2 separate regions of the Drosophila melanogaster genome follow, and region 1 is linked to region 2. The links are chromatin contacts, called in public Hi-C maps. All regions are on one chromosome and are shown on one strand. Each heading gives the region's core, a stretch centred on a gene start, on an enhancer-like site or on the middle of the called end of the contact. The rest is flanking DNA. Distances are from core to core; before and after follow the strand shown. Region 1 holds the start of CG8034. Region 2 overlaps RhoGAP18B (Rho GTPase activating protein at 18B).

Region 1 (6,501 bases), core at 2,352-4,851, 140 kb after region 2:
TTGCACGTCCAGTTTTAATCGATTGATTGTAAGATGACTAAAGACAAAGAAAGATATGTTTCTTTTGCTTGAAATTATTGGAAGGTCGTGTGAACTGTGCCCTCCTGATGTCATTGAAGTTTCAAGGATGCGGCACATTTATGGCGAAATATTTTTGGGAATTCTCATGTTTTGCCTGTATTTGAGCCTAAGGCTCCAACCCAAAGTGTTATGAGTTTGGGCTTTCTCTTCACAAGTACATATTCAATGCGACCGAATACAAAAGGCAAATTCCGTGGCAAACACTCGATTTGTTTTGCAAATGGCGCGTTTCTGATGGGTGCTATTTTTTTTTCTTCTAGTGTTTTGCTTTTGTTGCAACAAATGTTGGGTGGGGATTGACTGGAAGAGGGCATCGTGGGTTGGCCGATTAGTAACCAGAAAGAACGATCGGCCCTACTTGAAACTTGACAAAGAAAGTGTTCAAGATATATATAGATATATTTTGTGGTGCAAGTATTGTGAGGTTTTAACACTTTACAAGTACAAGTCGTGATAAAATTACTTCTTACAGTTTATATATGTGATACTTTACTTGTTAGCTTGCTTTTGTATGTAATGTTGAGACATTGAAACCATTAAAACCGCCCTCGCACAAACTTGTCACAACGCATTTGGCTTCAATGGCCGAGCCATTGGCACTCAATGTGTGCTCACATCCTAACCATATACCCCCCCACCCCCTCTCATCAGTGCCGTTGATTATTTTCAGAGTCGGCGGCACCCAGATGATATAAGCACCTATAATGCTCATATCATTGCCTTCACACTGAGCACGCATAATCATTGCATGGGAGACTTGGACTGAAACTGGGAATGGGAAATGGTACCATTGCTGTCAATAATTTCGAGATCTTCGCTTGGCCACACACAAGCATTAGCATTTGTAATTGCACATCGTCTCGACTCAATTAGCAAGTCGCTTTGTTATCGCTAATATGGAAAGAAGGTAATTTCAGGACCATTACATAATTGACATGATCTGATTTCGTGTCGTTTACTTCAAGTTCGCCATGAGTCATGCCCATAGATAGTGGACATTCGACAGGTAAAGCGCCATTGATGTGTCGCGATTGTGAAATATTCTATATATAATATTCATATTCTTACTTTCAGTGAATTTGTCTGTTTTGATATAGATACATATGTACATATATAACTTCTTTGTTCCTTGAATGCATATGGAATACAAGAAATAAACGATTGGATCACAAATGCAATGAAAGAAGCAAAACACGACGCTCAGTTAATGATGATCTCACCATCAAACACACAAATATGTGTCAAGGTGAGTGTTTTCTTTGGGAATATTCCAAAAATCTTTTCAAAAACCCATTATATGTACATATGTATGTGCATATAAAATCTAAGGAAGTGTGTCAATTGATTCTTTATTCTGCCATCACCTCCAACACTTCACAGCCAGATTTGTGCAACAGCAAACAGCAAGAACAAGGGGCACAGAATAAAACTAAATGAATGAGAAACAATGTAGCACGTAGGCATATAAGGAGTCCACCGCAGCCAACTACATAAATTGTGGAAAAAAAAAAAAAACCACCTCCGTTGAGACGCATTTTCGAGATCACGCGGCGGGTGCGTGACCGCCAGCCAGATGCGATCCCATTTATCCACAGCAAACTCTTTGGCCATGATCGGGGTCTCCTTTTTCTCTACTCCACATACACGGCTCTCTGTCTGCTCTGTCAGATCCCTTTTTAAATCGGGAGCTGCAGCTGTAGCTGTTGGCCAAAGAGGCGTTTTATGCCAGTGCGCAGATGCATAAATGCATAGAAGCAGGTTCAGGATAAAAGAGAATGCATATGTTCGAAACGAAATATTCCTCGAAAATGCTACTAATTAGTAAAAACCTAAAACTGACGGTATTAGTGCTCATTTAGACTGTGATTTATTGACTTAAAGCACAGCGGCCTAAACGTGTCAGTCAGTAAATAACGGTCTATTTCATTTAAGTTTTATTACAAGCTCAGTATTGCGAGCATTTTAATGACCAGATATGCAGTGATTTTAAGGGCGTTTGAAATTTGATAAACACCAACATCGCCCTTCCAATAACCTCTTCCCCTTTTTGCTGACCAAAACACGTCCATTTGACGATTTATTATTAATGAAAATGGTCTAAATGCCGCCCCTACACCAAACATACGAATATTACAGGTAGCCATCATAAATCCGTGTACAAACATGTGAGAATGCGGGTAGGACCAGAAGCATATTGAGTTTCGTCATATTTCATTTGAATCTTATCGTCGATGTGAAAACACGTTTACCACGAGCCATATAAAAATATACAACTATGAAATGCCATGGGCTTTTGGAACTAACCTATCCTAAGTGCAAATGGGGAAAGTAAGTGAGATGGCCGAAGGGAATTGCTTGATAAAAGCTTGGCCAATACGTATTAGCTAATTGGCATTGGAATGTTGTGTCGTTGGGTGAATCTATTTAGTATTAATCAGTGAACTGGCAACTAAGAACTGGAAATTTGAACTTACGTTGACCAAACTAACGCCAAAGCAAGCGACCCATCCCCATCCACCGTCGGGCGCCACTTTTCTGGGTTGTTTGCTTGCCATTTCTGCTTTGTTGTGCTGTGCTGTGCTGTGCTGAGTTCTCCTCGGTTGTCTGCTTTTCCTGGATTTGCTTTGTTTTTGTTTTGGTTTTATTTTAGGTCTCTATATATGAGGTGTAGCACACATATAGATTTATGGATACTTTTTTTACGTTGTGGCTTTGTGTTTTTCGATTTTCTTAATTTATGCCCGCCGTCTCCGTGGGGTTTGTTGTTTCTGATGTTCTAATTATATTTTTCCATTTCTTTGATTTTTAGACAACACACTTACGAAAAAAATTCGAAAAAAAAGAACAGACGTGAACTCTTGTTTGTTAGGTTTTTACGATTATTTCAGCTTTATCACATTGGAATTTGTTATTTAAATTCATTTGAATCGGTGTTTGTTTGTTATGTTCTTTCTGTTTTTTTTTTTTCTTTTAAGGCACTTGGTGGAGAAACGCGTGGTGGTTTGTTGGTTTTTTCGTATTAACTTTTGATTAAAATTCCCTTTGGTCAGTCGCTAATTTTGACATTTGTTTTGTCAGCCTGTTTTGTTTTCTGGTTTCTTGTTCCAGCTGTTTCACTGTTCTCCCTTTCGTTCAGGGGGGTGTTGTTGACTGCGGGTGTGTGTGTGTGTGTGTGTGTGTGTGATAGTGTTGTTGCAATAGTTGTTCCTGTTCTGTTGTGTCTATCGCAGGGGGGAGGGGGGCGGGCCTTTGTGGCCTGCGTTGCGTCGCTCTCAGCGGACTTTTGCCGTTTGGTAGTGTGGTCGCTTCGCACAGCGCTATTTATTACAAAAGAGGGGGCGGCAGGCGCTCAATGTCTCCTTCTCGGTCTCCGTCTTGGTCTCCCTTTCCCTGCTGTCGCTGTCTCTGTCTGGTCGCCTGTCCGTCTTGCTCGCTCTCTCGTCGCGTCTCTTCCTTCCTCGATTTCGATGAGCTACGCGCGGCTGTTCAATCGATACTGAATACTGAACACTGACTGCCGTCGCCGTTTGCCGTCCCGTCGCTGCCGCTGTCTCAGTCGCCGTTACCGTCGTCGCACAGTGGGCCAAATTAATTGGTTAACTAGCTAGCAATGGGTATTGGTGATCCAGATTTCTAGAACTTTTGATCACACTTTTGTAAAGAACGCGAAAAATTAGAAGGCTGCAAGGTGGGAATTACTAATTATTATTAACTTATGAATTACTATCGGTTTTTTGATACTAGATATATTTAGCCTGCCGATCTCTTACTAAACAATGAAAATCGGAACTGGTTCAAATGAAATTGGAGTAGAGTGGTTACATTTGGGCCCACTGTGCCACAGTGTCGTTTCATTCAGAGAGAGTCCCCATGTCCATGTGTGTGTGTGTGTGTGTGTGTGTGTGTGTGTGTGTGTGTGTGTGTGTGTCGGTGTTGCAGTATTTCAAGATCGCGTTCTAATGCCGATCGAAAGAGAAATAAAACGTGGAGTGAGAGAAGTCGCTTACTTCGCTTGCCAAAATCTACAAACAATGCGCCTTCCTTCTTTGTTTACATTCGTTCTTTGTCTGCAGTTGTTGCGCTGCATTCGCAGGCTCTTCCTCTCCTCTCGTTCTCCTCTTTACGTTCTTCACTTGGCCTTTTGACGCTGCTGCAGTTGCGCAAATGAGCCAGCTCTCTCTTCAGCTCTTCGCTCTTTACTCTCGCTCACTCTTTTCTCTTCTGTTAACTTGTTGCGTCTTTGTTAAAGAGTGATAACAGTGCGCCCTCGTAAATGAGATCAGGAGATTTTAAATATTGTATCTGGATTTTGTTTGTTAGTTCTTTTTGTTTGCAAATCATGTATGTCATGTGTACATTTTTATCCAACATTGGTATTTATTTTTAATTAAGGATATTAAACTGTATATCTAAGGTCACGGCGGTGTCCCAAAAGATTGACAAATAATCGATAATTGCTGGAGTTCCTGTGGGGATAGTTGAGAAGTGGGGCAATGACACCGCACACAACCACGTGGCATTTGCATGCGAGTACCTGAAGCTGAAACTGCCGGCAACAGATTGTTGATTTGCTGTACGATGTTGCCACTAAACCACCCCTATTGGTTACACACCTGCTAACAGTCTATTGACCCGATCTCGAACAAACTAGGCAGTCCTGGCGCCACACATCCGTGCAGTGAGTTATTTTGTTAGGACTTGCAAAATAAACTCGAATTTTTTTAAACGTTTCTAGAAAACAGGCCCGTTTTCTATAATTGGCAAAAAAATATGTGTAAAATCTAATTTCGCACAATTTTAGGGTCAAACTTGACATTACCAAAATGAATTATTGAGCTTATATTTAAAAAAAAAATTTTTATTTTAAATAATAACAAATCGTACACCAACATATATGGTATTGAAATTGTAGCTATAAAAAGGCTAGATGGGCAGCACAGCTGCTGAGTCCTGTTTCCTGTTTCCACTTGTTGCTCAGTTGATTACGCCACCTACTCTCTGTGGGTGGGATGCCCACAAGTGGGTGGCTTTATATGTGTGCCTTCGTTTATCTCTGATGAAAAGAGGATTTAGTAGGGCGAAGGTTCAGTTGTGCGAAAGATGGATTACCACCCACTATGCGCGCAATGGATCACTGACCCACACGAAACACCTTAAAAAATTGTTAGTACTTACACTATATGTTTAGATACATACAATATATAATAAGTTAATTTGGATTTAATTGGTTTTTTTCTTTTTTGAAATGAAAAGAGTGTTCGGTATGCCCAAGCTGGTCGATTTGGTTTGATTCACTCAGATTTTTTTTCCATTTAGTTCCGCTGATGGCGACAGCAATACTCGTGGTTACAAAAACCGACTGCGACAAATTTATTTGCCATTGACTTGGTAGAGACAGTGAACTTGGCCCGAGTTTCCTGCCCGATTTTTGCATATGTTTTCAGTATGTTTCCTCTCGATCTATTTGATAAGCACCGCGGTGCATTCAACCTGATCGCCTCGTTATGAGATTGTTTTTAAACACTTTTTTTTGAGCCTGTAACTTTCCGCTGGCGCGGAGTTACATATCATTTTGATTCCCGGTTCTTAACCCATTCATTGTTGTATGTTTTGTTGTCATCGACCAAAACTGGTTTATTCTTTAGCACGCGTCAAATTTTGCAAATTTAATTGTTTGGTCAAATAATTTTACAAATCCATTCAGTGTGGGTGTTTTGCATTGATAACAGTTTCAATCAAATCTAATATGTTTTAAAGGTTTGATTTAACCTTTCACGCCGTTATATCTGGATATCTATATCTAGGTATTTATTTATTTATTTATTTCCGAGCTTCCGATGTTCATTAGTCAAGTGCTCAGCCTACTCAGTATAATGAGATAGAATGAGAAAAAATATACAAATTGTTTCAAAGTGTGGACGTGAACGGTTCAACGGCCTAGGGCGTTAGAGTGGGCGTGGCAAAAAGTTTTATTTGGCAAATCGATAGAAATTTACGAGACTTATAAAAATGTGAAATGATATCAACTCATTTTTCAAAAGTGTGGGCGCGGCAGTTTTGTACGGTTTGTCAACAAACTTGCGCTGCGTCTTTGTTTCTAGAATCAGTATGTTGAATCTCAACCTTCTAGAATTTGATCCAGATCAAGAATATATATACTTTATATGGTCGGAAACGCTTCCTTCTGCCTGTTACATACTTTACAACTAATCTAGTATACCCTTTTACTCTACAAGTAACGGGTATAAATATAAATTCTCAGAAGTCAACTTGCCACCAGTGTTTGTTCAATTTTTTTTTCCGCATCAATTCTCAGTGTCATTGATCATTGATTTGGATGTTATGATGAGTAGACTCGTGATATTCACGTGCTCCTTCCAATTCAGTTGGACTTTCTTCCGTTGTGTCATAAGATTTTTG
Region 2 (6,441 bases), core at 2,916-5,415:
TGCAGCCCCCAAGGAGACAGCAATGCAATCAGTGTGGATTGTGGGTAATCCGCTGATTTGCCTATGCCGATGATTCATCGCCGTTCATTTTCAGATGGCGCGACAAATGAATAAATGACGATGAATGCCATTGTAAAAGCAATATACTGTAATTCACAAGAAACACATGAGCACACACACCCATATTATGGGCGAAAGGAAGGAACAAATAAAACGGGATTGGTCCCGTTATCTCGCAGCGCTTATCTCACTTTCTCTCCAATTTCCCCAAATGCACTGTTTTATTATTAAAACTATTGTAGATCGATCGAGGCACTTGGTGGGCTTCAATACCGAAACCCGAGCACCAAAACAAAAAGCACCGATTTTGGCCAGCACTGATAAGCCGAGCTTTAAATGGGAGCATTACGAAATTGGGCTTGAGGTGGGGCTCTCCATCAAATCGGGAGCTGCAGGCGCGACGCGTTCGCGAATTTAACAGAATATCAACTGAAATTGAACTCAAGATGCCGCCGAGAATTTTCTTGGGTGGCGGTCCGCCTCGTAAGCGATTGACGTCGCAGTCGCCGCGCAGTCGCAGTCGCAGTCGCAGTCGACGCCACGAGTCGGTGGCGGTGGCTATGGCTATGGCGATGCCGACCTCCGGTCACCCAGGGAACTCGAGCACTCCACACTAGTCAGCAAAAGTGGGCACTAACCCCCAAAGCCCGCAACAAAATTTTGTTGCTTCCGATGAAAAAGCAAGTTGGGAATTATAAGCGGGTAATTTCAAATATTTCAGATATTCAAATGAAATATAATACATATATTACAGGATATATCAGTATTTTTAAAAACTATAAATGCTAACTATATATGCCAGCCTTACAAAATTATATCATCAATAAGTTTCTTTAGAATAAAACTTTTTAAATTAATATAAGATTCAATAGAAATTCTTGCCTTGTCTAATACATTTCTTACAGTTATTTACTTTTATAGGCAAAGTCTATGGATCATTATTATGACCATGACTATGGACCATTATGAGCTGTGATTCATCATCGGTGAAACTATGACTCATGTCAACCGAGCTTGAAACTATCCTTCGTACCCATGTCATGCTGACCAGTGTGGGCCAGAGATCAGTGATGGGGAGGCAAAAGCCCAGAACAGAACAGAACAGCGCAGAGCAGAACAAACCTAAAACTGAACTGAAACCGAACCACATGTGTGTAATGGAACATGGGCAACATGTGTGGCTCTGTCTGGCTGTGCGCCACCACATTCACGAATGTGCGTGTGTGTGTAAGGGTTGGGGGTGGCATGGGCTAATGAGGGGGTGAGAGGGTAAGGGTGGGGCGTGGCAGCGACAAAAGACGCTTTTTATACTCAACGCCCGTTGCCTAATTAAGCATATCGAGTGCGGTCCCTGAAGGAGGGTGGTAAAGGGGGGGGGGGTGCTGTCGAGGGTTGGGAGTTTGTTTTTCAGTTCGGCTGAGTTGGGAGTAGGGGGTGCAAAAAAAGGGGGGGGCTGGGGTCGGTTCTGGGACCGCAGAGGGGGCGGTGCTGGGCGGGTGGATCGAGCTGTGTAAGTAACCATGATGAATGCTAAACACTGTTCAATTTATGCACAACAGTTGCGTAAACCGATTACGATATGCATATACATATGTACATACATACTTTTGCTCAACACTTTATTGCAAGCAATTCCGATATGAAAATGAGAACTGCACTTTCAGCACGAACCGTAAGCTCTCTTATTTCTTATTGAATTTTGAAACCAATCCTCATAATCCTGTTCCTCATAATACTGCTCGCAATCATGTTTTGAAGATCCATATAGTACACGACCGATATTTACAAAAATCGGAATCCATATAAAACAGAACCGGGAGCAAATAGAGAAAGAAAAGATGAGGATGCATCTTTGGGGAAAAAACAACAATTCCGGGGAAGAGACTTAAAAAATAGGCGAATGAGAGTGAGACTGAGAATGAAAATAAAAATAAAAATGAAAATGAAAATAAAAATGAAAATGAGCAGAGGCCGGCGAAGAATCGCATTGCAGCCGATGTTCAGCAATATGGTCGCTTGATCTTTGAACTAAATTAATTAAGCACAATGAACACAATTGTTGTTGTTGGCTTCGCTGCCGACGGCATCAAATGTATCCACCAGATACGAATACAAATACAAATACAGATGCGGATACAAAACAACAAATACGCACACATACCGAAATAAAGAAATGCATTCAGGCTGTGACCAACATTGCATTCAACTGTTTGCTATCGGCTACCCTACATACATACATATGTACTTTTATGTATGTATGTGTATATGCAGGAATATACCAATAAATCATAGGGTTTTCTAGGGTTGACTAAGTGTGGGATTTACACTATAGATTTAATATCTATCTTAAAGCACGCCACCACATATGAGTTTTAAGTGCATAAATTGAAACCCAAATATATTTAATATATATTTATTCGGCTAATAAATTATGAATTATATCTCGGAGTAGGGCATTTAACATTCGCAGTGCTTGGTAAATTAATTCCTGAAGAACATATTTCTCATGTTTTCGCTTTCAGTTTCCATCTTTTTTTTTTTTTTTTGCCCCGACTCATATTTGGTTTGGCTTTTCTGCGGGTTCCTCGGCCGCCTTCTTTTCCCGAAAAAAAAAAACAAACGAAGAATTAAAAGGGGTGGCCCACGGCTCATGGCCCGTGGATGATGGTTGATGGCTGATGGCCCTGTCCAAGTCCCGTCCATGTCCCAACCAAATCCACAGCCCCGTCCCCACTCACATCCACATCCACATCCCTGTCCAGAACCAGACTCGCGTCTTTGGCAGCATTATGTTTCCGTCGGTAATGAGTTGGCAGCGACTGCAACTCAGTGTTGTCGAGATCCGACAGTAAAAACCCGATGGATTCGAGTAACAAGTGCATTTCAATATTTCAATGTGTATATAATAAGCCTCAATATGCAGTTATGATAAGCGGAGAGATTCTATACAATTTTATCTAATCTTAAATGTGTAGTATATCCTAAATGTATAATAATATCTAATAGTGTGCATAAATAAAGTGTATTTTAATAATAATTTTAATTTTTAATATTTTCAGTTGGTTTCTGAAAATGCAGAAAACTTCATTCTCAAATAATTTGCAAAAGATTAAAAAAAAATGCTATTTCTTGACTAGCAATTAAATAGTTGGAATGGCAACTCTATTTCTGCGTTGAATGTTGCATGTGGCTGTATTGGTGTTTACTCCCCCTCCCCCAATACATGCATCCTCTTCACCCCCCTCTCCACTGAGTTCACTTTATGATTATTATTGTTGGACGGCGGTCTTCTCCTTTTTTAATGAATTTTATTAAGCGCGACAGCAGCAGCAACAGATAGATCGAGTTGAAAAGAGGGGAGTGGGGAGTGGCTGTGTGTAAGTGTGTGTGTGTGTGTGTGTGCTGGGTGACCGAAGCCAGCAGCTTTTGTCAACGCCTCAAAAGTAAAGTAAAGAGCTGCTGGTAAAATAATAAAAATACAAAAAAACTGCCTTAATTGGTACTTTTTATTGACCATCGCCTGTGACTCATTCGATGTTTTATACCATTCAAGCATGAAATCTAATCCGATGAATTAGTCAATAATTGATAAAATGGAAAAACAATTTGCGTAAAATGGTGTGAAGTATGCAATAAATATGCACTGCATTTGTAAGTGCTTTACGCCTCTTAATTAATAGCATTTAAACGATTGTGTGGCTAATGAGAAAAGTGTGAATTAGAGAGGGCCTGTTCAATATTATGAAATTAGTTTTGTTTTTTAAAAACGCAATAAACCTTACACACACACAGAACCTTGTAAATTTTGAGAAACCGTTGCATTACTGTGTAAACTATTCCCGATTTTAACCATATTTCCCTATCAATTGCTTGGTCAAAGAATTGAACTGAAAGATATTAGTTTTCGAAACGTGTATTTATGCATTTTGCAAACGTTCGTGTTGACAGGAACAGAAGCTTGAATAAGTAAATGAAAATTGTTGTTTCCTATATAATTTTGTTTTCGATCAATCCTACTTATATGTAAGTAACACCAATTTAGGGAATGAGCCCGCTTCTATATAGCTCATCTCCAGACTTTCCTATCAGTAACACACTGCCGAAGGGCCCCCGAAACTTGACTCATAGACTCACAATTTGAGATAAAAACCTCTGAGATACAAATTGTGAGAATTCAATGACGCACGCGAGAGGGGGGGGGGGGGGCAGGGAGATAACGGAAGCTGAAATTGGAATTGGAATCGGAATACGTAAACGAGTACGAATTCGAATTGAAATGAGAATGTCAGCTCAAGTGTCAATCAGACGACGACAATTCTACTTGGCGCTGCATTAACAAAGAAAAAAAAAATTAAATTAAAAGAGAAATTTCGAGGCAAAAGTGCGGGGCAAATCAGAGCGAGAAAATGAAATGCATAAATAAAGCCAAATGGAAATAATGCACGCAGAGTATCTATGTGACCGACTGGGTACGTGTATTTGTGCCCGTTGTTGACTGATGACAAAATTGTTGCACTCGTCAGTCAGACGAACCAAGTGATAAGCCTCTGCACAGCAAAAAACAAAAGGCATTCAGTTGTTATTAGGCATTACAATTTACACATAGCAAAATTTCGTTACATAAGATGCATTCGGTGTCTGAAAGTATGCAGCAATATATTTCTAAGACAAAAGATAGATACATGCGAGAACTCGACATACTAGTGACTCCATCTAGCTAATCTAGCTACTTGAGTAACTTAAAAAATATTTAATGCGATAAAGAAATAACACGTATTTTCTCCCGGTGCATGTCTTTTATGTTCCCTCATTCGCATCAGAGAAATTCGCTTGACAATTGCTTGCTAATGAGACCCAGCTTATAATGGTTATATTCTATTTTTCCTGGTTTCATTTCTTTCCCCATTTCGCAATGCAAAAATCGCTGGGAAAACGCGCCCGAATCGCTGCCAAGTCGCGCGCAACACGCATGCGCAGCTGCACTCGCAATTAGTCGCCAAGTTGAGCGGCACAATGGAAATGAAAACGAAAACGAAAACGAAGATGGACTAAAAGATGATAAAGTAGGCAAAGGCGAATGGCAAAACACGCAACGGAAAACGAAACAGACAAAAGCTCGAAATAAGACCATGCGCAATGCATTTTGCCATTGCATCAGTGAGAAAACCGCATGGGTTAAGGGGGTTTTAGGGGGTTAAGACGCTTTTCGGATGGCACAATGAAAGCCCCTATGCCATTGCAAACGCCATGCCAAACGATATTCACACAAGTCCATGATGTTACTAACATTGATTTATGGTAGTTATCAAATAATGTAAATGTAAATGTAATAATGTAAAATTATGTGAAAATATGCACCCAGTTTGCCAGGAAACAGTTTTCCCTTAGCAACAAAATCGTTTATATATATATTTTATCCCATGAAAATGGGTCACTAAACTTGCCCAGCACGGCTGCAATGTAATCAACAAGGTTAAGGTTACGAAATATGTACATATGTCCATATTTTTATCGCATTCTTCGCACAAACGGAAATGTAAACACTGATGTACATACATATACACGATGTGTTTTTGATATAAATGAACTTGCTTATATGCCCATGACAAGTATGATTTATTGGCTAATTGGCCAATGGTTTTTTATGGATTTCACAGTTGTTCACGTGGGTCATCTTAGTTTAATGATACAGTTTCCAAGCAAGGTTTTACTCTTTACTGCACGCACATTAATACGAAAAGTCGTGTATTAAAACAAATTAGTTATCAAAATGAGTTGATCTTCAAGCTAAGCGATCTGAAGGACGCCGAGATGCGCCAGTGGAAAATGGATTTTCACTTTCGGACCCAACGGAACTCTTTCGGAACCCGTTCCGGTCTCACTTTCACTGGGAATGCAAATTTCATTCCGAACCCTCCAATGAAAGACCGCTAACGGACCGTAAACGGGTTTAAATTCATGGGCCAGGGAAATCCTATGGATCGCCGATAAATAAAGCTGATACACGGATTATCAGTCGAAGATCAGTAGTTGCAGCTTTTTCGGGGAAATTCAATCTCGGCTCTATTAGGGCCTCCCCATTCACATTTATATGGACTTTTAAAGAGGTATTACCAGTGATTAGCATTTTTGGATCTCTCTAAGGTAGCTGGATGTGTCATACAAAGTGATCAAATAAATAAATTACGAAATATCAGTTTTCGTACATCACATAGGCTTAAAAGTTAATGATTGATTTAAAGTCAACTAGGATGGACTTTCTTGGCTGATTCTCCTCTTTGATGGATGTCTTGATGGATGGGTCTGGTTAATGCCATTTTTGAAAGGCGTTTGCTACTCCCCACAAATTGATGCATGTTTCTAGGTGAGATTGGACTTACC

Evidence for each region. Hi-C and Micro-C count contacts between places; a contact is called where the count stands out from the background.
Region 1: a Hi-C map of the Kc167 cell line shows a contact between it and region 2, with 5 times the contacts expected there. The contact joins the promoter of CG8034 here to the enhancer-like site in region 2. A contact is called at or near these places in 11 of 107 Hi-C or Micro-C datasets (the Kc167 cell line, the OSC cell line, the S2 cell line and 4 more) and 1 of 6 datasets of contacts at active chromatin or transcription factors (the Kc167 cell line).

The regions. Positions count from the first base shown.
Region 1 is chrX:19,294,561-19,301,061 of dm6, forward strand. It overlaps CG8034, which reads right to left and starts at 3,602. Exons shown (of 4, transcript NM_133148.5): 1 at 2,556-3,602. The coding sequence starts at 2,636.
Region 2 is chrX:19,157,711-19,164,151 of dm6, forward strand. RhoGAP18B (Rho GTPase activating protein at 18B) reads right to left here. Exons shown (of 6, transcript NM_001298497.1): 2 at 6,441. Among named protein-coding and RNA genes, the nearest start is that of RhoGAP18B, 6.2 kb to the right of the region's middle. Within about 2 kb of position 4,166, at least 9 of the 39 cell types and tissues checked have an H3K27ac peak or open chromatin away from gene starts, as enhancers often do. A contact at or near this core is called in the Kc167 cell line, the S2 cell line and embryo, where this site is marked.